Regions from separate parts of the Sus scrofa genome. Here region 2 is linked to region 1. Evidence: chromatin contacts called from public HiChIP or PLAC-seq data. All regions are on one chromosome and are shown on one strand. The core of a region is the stretch at or near the end of the contact, and the rest is flanking DNA. Distances in the headings are between cores, read along the strand shown.

Region 1 (2,862 bases), core at 302-2,801:
TCCAGCCTTCTAACTAGCTGCTCCATCAGCCTCCTGACAGTCAAATAATCAACAAATAGTTACTACACAACGACTAAATGCTAGGTACCTAGAGAGCAGTCAATAATCTCTGCCCGTCTCATTTCTGAACAAAGATGCTTAGGTACCCATTACACTGCAGAACAGGGAGACACACACAAACCTCACTTAAACCTCAGGCTAAAGCCTAGATGGATTCTCAAAGAGATGTGACAAGTGCTATAATAAGAGAAAGCATTTACGTGGTGTTTACTAGGTGCCAAGCACAGCCTGTAAACACTTCCCATTGCTTAAATCATCCCCACAACAACCCCCAACTGAGGTATCATTTACACCCTTGAGGATAGAGATTATAGCTGGCTTCCGACTTCCAGGACAAGGCAGATGCCCAGCAGGCGCTCAGTAAACATCTAAGAGATGAGCCAAAGAGAGGAAGGATGGAGCTTCCTTAAGGGCTTCCTTAAGATTGAAACAATGAATGTGAAAATACTTGGCACACTATAATTTCTTTAAGGTGTACCTTTCCTTTATCTAGTCACATTTCCCTTCCCCCTTTCTTTCCTTTTTTTTTCTTTTGGATTTATGGAAAGGTTCTGAGAGGAGTAAAGGGCCTGAGAGTTAGGAAGCAAAGAAAGAAAAGGATGAGAGACTAATAACCCAATAACAATGAGTACAAAATATCACAATAAAATACCGAAAGGAAAGACAGGTCAAGGCATTTGAAAAAAGCACAGATTCATGGTCAGGGAGAACCTGACTCCATCACCCAGCTCTACCACTTACTAGCTGTACTGTTTTACAAAAGCCACATTCTGCTTCAGCCTTACATCCTTATCTGTAAAACAGGATCTTTATTTCTGCTCTGGAGAAATGAGAACATAACAAGATCACAGTCTTGCAAACGAGCTGTAAATCAACAGAGGCTTTATAAAAGTGCGCTGTTTTCAGCAGTCCGTAAAGGGTGAGGCTGGAAGCCAGGTCCCTGGCTCCCAGCCCTGTCACAGCCTGTAACTCACTGTCCGACCTTTGCAAATTGCAGAAGCTCTGCCTACCCGAGCAGGGCCTCAGACAACATCCAGTGCCAAGGCCCTCATTTTGCAGATGGGGAAACTGAGGCCCGCATCCTTGCGCCACATCACAAAGCCAATCTGAGGCGGATCCTGCACGAGCCCTCGCATTTCCTAATTTCTACAGCAGAGCTGTTTCCCCTGCACCAGCTCCCTCTATCCAGGCCTCTGTTCAACTGCGCAAACAAGGTGGGTGGCCTCGGCGCTGCCTGCGACAATACACTTGAGGCGTTATGTAAACTGTGAAGCGTTGCGCAAATGCACCCCACGCTTGAGGAGGAGGACCCCCGGGGCTGACAGGCCGCCGCCCTGCCCCCCCGGGAGCCGCGTTTTCACCTCCACCCCCGCCCCGGCGCCGCAGAGGCCCGCAGATCCTCCCACTCGGCTCTGTGGCCTCCTGCGCCCAGCGATCGGCCACAGGCGATACTCACTAGAGCAGATCAGGGACATGTTGCCGTAGCTGCGCTCCGAGGCTCCTCACACCTGGCTTCGGATCAGCTTCTGAGCCCGCGGGGCCCACTTCCGGTTCCCCGCTGCTTCCGGGACGCTCCGCGCAAGCGGGGAGCGACCCCGCTGGACGATGCTCCCGCAACGTTTCACGTGGGACAGCGGCTGGTCGCGCGCCTCAGCCTCCAGCTTTTAACGGAAACTGTCCTTTCCCAGAATGCAACCGGGCAGGAAAGGGCGCGCCAGGAAGTACTCGGCTATTTCCGGGCCCGCTCGGCTCCTTTCGTAAAGCTCTCTTGGGGTTGGGGGAAAGGAGAGCCGAAACTACATTTCCCGTGATGCAGTGGGAGTTTTAATCCAATCAACTCAGTAATTTTTTAAACCAATCAACTCAGAAACTTTAAACCAATCGACTCTTTTGAGACCGGAGCGGGAAGGGGGGGCCTTGGGATCGTAGTCTTGCAAACGCTGTTGCGAGCGAGAATTACCCCGCTTCTCAAAACGCATCTTCCTGGGGTCCGCTGAAGAGAGCGTTTTCCATGGCTGCTCCCACGTGATTCTTGACAAGTGTTTCTCGGAGTACCCTTTGAAAGGTCCAAGGAAGAAGGCGCGGATGCTGATAGGTGAAAAAACTTTTCTGATGGCTGGGTTCTCCGCTAGACTGTAAATTCCATGATGGCAGGAACCACAGTTGTTCTGGTTATTGTTGTTTCTAAGAGGCTGACACAGTACCTGAAATATAGCAGGACTGTCACAACTATTGTTGGTTGAATGCCAGGCATTTTAAGTACTCAGATGTGGTAGGAAATAAAATGGATCCATTTATACATGCACCCCAATGTTCACTGCAGCACTATTCACAATAGCCAAGACTTGGAAACAACCTAAGTGTCTATCAACAGATAAGTGGATTAAGAAGATGTGGTACATATATACAGTGGAATACTACTCAGCCATAATGAAGAACAAAATAATGCCACTTGCTGCAACAGAGATGTAACTAGAGATGATCATACTAAGAAAGAGAAAGACAAATACCACGTAATAACACATGTGGAACCTAAAATATGGCACAAGTGAACCTATATACAAAACAGACCCACGGACAAGAACAGACTGGTAGTTGCCGAGGGAGAAGGATGGACTGGGAGCTTGGATGTAGTAGATGCAAACTACTATATTTAGAATAGTTGGACTGGAGTTCCTGTTGTGGCTCAATGGGTTAAGAACCCAACATGGTGTCCATGAGGATATGGGTCCATGGCCTCCCTCGGTGGGTTAAGGATCCAGTGCAAGCTTCAGTGTAGGTCAAAGGTGTGGCTCAGATCCT
Region 2 (2,710 bases), core at 166-2,665, 840 kb before region 1:
CCTTTCATTTTCTTGAGATTTCCTATATTTAAAAAAACAAAAACAAAAACAAAAAAACCTAAACCCCCCAGAGTTTCCACAGTGGCAATGGTGGGTTAAAGATCCACTCTGTGGCAGTGCAGGTTTGCTCCCAGCACAGTGGGCTAAGGATTAACTGCAGCTCAGATTCAGTCTTTTGCCAGGGGAACCTCTATATGCCATGGGTGCAGCCGAGAGAGAAAAAGAGGAAAGAAAAGAAAGAGAAAGAGTCAGATTTACCAAATGGGGGCTTACCTTAACTGTTATATTAACAATTGCCTTTTTTTTTTTTTTAAACAAATGCTTTTCTTTTAATGCTGTTAATGAATGCATATATGTAACCTCATTTGGAAAAAAAACGTAAGTCTAAATTTGAAGCCAATTAGCTCTAGCTGAGAGGTAGGCTGTGGGCCACTCACCAGTAAAATACTATTGGGGAGAAATTCCATTAAACATTTGCTCCTTAAAAGCAGGGGCCTTTGCGGGGTGGGGGTGGGGGGTCTCTTTTGTTCTAGAAGCGTTTAGAACACTCCTGGAATGTAGCAGGCTCTTAATACATATTTACTGAATTGGTGACTGGGAGAAGGGGCACAAGAACACTATTTTTTTTTTTTTTTTGGCCACACCCACAGTATGTGGAAATTCGTGGGCCAGAGATCGAACCTGTGCCACAGCTGTAACCAGAGCCACAGCAGTGACAATGCCGGATCCTTAACCCGCTGAACCACGAGAGAACTCTGAACACTCCCTTTCTTCACCTACCCTCAGCTGGGTTCCATCACTAAAAAGGCTTACGAACTTGAAAACAGATAAGCTCTCACCTTCAAAAGTTGGCACCGGGAGCAGCGTCTTGAAGCCAGCAGTGGCGGACGGGGCTGCCCAAGAATCTACAACGACAGATCAAGTTAAATGACCAAGGCCACAAAGCCAGGGCCCGGTACACTCTGGGTCAAAGATGCTTCGGACTGGGGTGTCTCGTGGGTTTGGGACGCGGATTCCATTAAAGTGGCTCACAGGCTCTGGTCCCCCAAAAGAGAACAACTGGGGACGCTGGGCGCCAACTCCAGGTTGCGCGAAGGCTGGGACCATTTTGCAAGAATCTTAGGCGAGAGAGGCGGCAGTGCCCTCCCGGTGCTCCAGTGCGTGAAAAGTCTTTGTACGAGAATACACGAATGGGGCGGAGGGTGCGGGCGGGAGGCAAGGCCTAGAGGGACCACGGGACTTCTGACCTGACAAAGGCGCTCGCAAGAGGGGCGCGCAGGCGCGAGCCAGCAGCCGCCACATGATAACACGCGTGCGACCACGCCAAGCTCCCCACGGCGACCGCGGCGCTCACTTCGACCCAGGGAACCAGAGCGGCGTTCTGCAACCGCGCCGGAAACGGCTCTGGCCGGAAGTTGCGTTCGCACCGGTCCACCCAGCAGAGAGTCCCGGGTGGAAACGGACGAAGATAGAGACTCTGGCCTTGGGTTCCGGCCTGGTGACTGGGGTCACGCCCGGGCTATCTCGGCTCTCCATCCAGTCAGGGGTCTCTCCCCAGATGGAGGCGGCAGGGTGGCGAGTTTCCTCCGCGGGGTATTAGCTGAGAAAGCAGGAGTTCAAATGGCAGACTGAACAGTTCACTACCTTCCGCCACTTCTCTACCCGCAACCGTAACCTAGAAAATACCGTCATCATTGCCTTCACATTTACTGGGCGCTTGCAGTGTTTACGGCACCGACTACCTCATTCTTGCTTTCAGGCCTCCCAACAAATCCGTGCGCTAAGTCATTACATCCACTTGGCAGATTCCATCCCGAGGGTCAAAGAATTTAACTTTCTCAGGGTCACACAGCAGGAAAACCGTACAATCAGAATTTGAGCACAGGCTTGTGACTCTAGAGACCCCAGTGAATGGACAATGTTACAACTCGATATCGAGTGGAAATGTAAAAAGGTATGATTATTCTGGGAGAATGTTGGGGAAATCATTTTTATGGGCCTGAAGCTTTTTAACATTTAGAATAAAAGAGGCTCTTTCCCCAAGCGTTTAGGACACAAATGGGATTACCAACTGAGGCTGAGGTCTCTTGTAGTTAAATCAAGCTAAATCTGTGCGTGGTCTTTGTCCAGGGATTAATTTCATAAATGGCAGCAAATAAAGCCTGTCATCTTGCAAAGCTACTGGGAGAACTCTCCCTGTCTAGTTTTTTGCGCTTCTTGATTATTTACACACTGAATCTGTATCAGAAGAGTAACTGGATTTTATTATAGCCAATTATTTTCTATACCAGAAGCAGTTCTCTAAGGGTTAAACTGCCTCTTCTTCCTCAGCCTGTGTCAGATTCTGGGTAGCTCTTCTGTGTTCCTCCTCCCTTCCACCAAAGGTGGGAGATTCAGATGTGCTCAGCTATTTAAAAATCTCAAAGTGAATACTGTATAATAGTGTTTGGGATGGGGAGTAAAACTGTAGTATAATTAATTTTTGGTCTCTAATTCTTTTGGTGCCCTAAAATTTCTCCCTCATTGTTTATTTTAAAAGAACTAAAAATTAACTCTGAGTTCTACATTTAAATAGTAACTATAATTTCTATTTTTTTTCCTTATAAGAGTTAAGTACAGTGGAGGATACAAATCTGAAAAACCAGTGATCCTGTTCTTTATGAATTCATGTAGATATGGTATGTTGAGTTACAAATATCTACTGTTGAGA

Evidence for each region. HiChIP or PLAC-seq counts read pairs in DNA pulled down with a chosen protein or histone mark.
Region 2: an H3K27ac HiChIP or PLAC-seq map of skeletal muscle shows a contact between it and region 1, with 8 times the contacts expected there. The contact joins the promoter of MRPL16 here to the promoter of PRPF19 in region 1. A contact is called at or near these places in 2 of 47 Hi-C or Micro-C datasets (embryonic fibroblasts and epiblast stem cells) and 1 of 2 datasets of contacts at active chromatin or transcription factors (skeletal muscle).

What each region holds. Positions count from the first base shown.
Region 1 is chr2:10,850,468-10,853,329 of Sscrofa11.1, reverse strand. It overlaps PRPF19 (pre-mRNA processing factor 19), which reads right to left and starts at 1,551. Exons shown (of 16, transcript NM_001128457.1): 1 at 1,517-1,551. The coding sequence starts at 1,535.
Region 2 is chr2:11,688,216-11,690,925 of Sscrofa11.1, reverse strand. It overlaps MRPL16 (mitochondrial ribosomal protein L16), which reads right to left and starts at 1,415. Exons shown (of 4, transcript NM_001244967.1): 1 at 1,248-1,415; 2 at 840-905. The coding sequence starts at 1,302.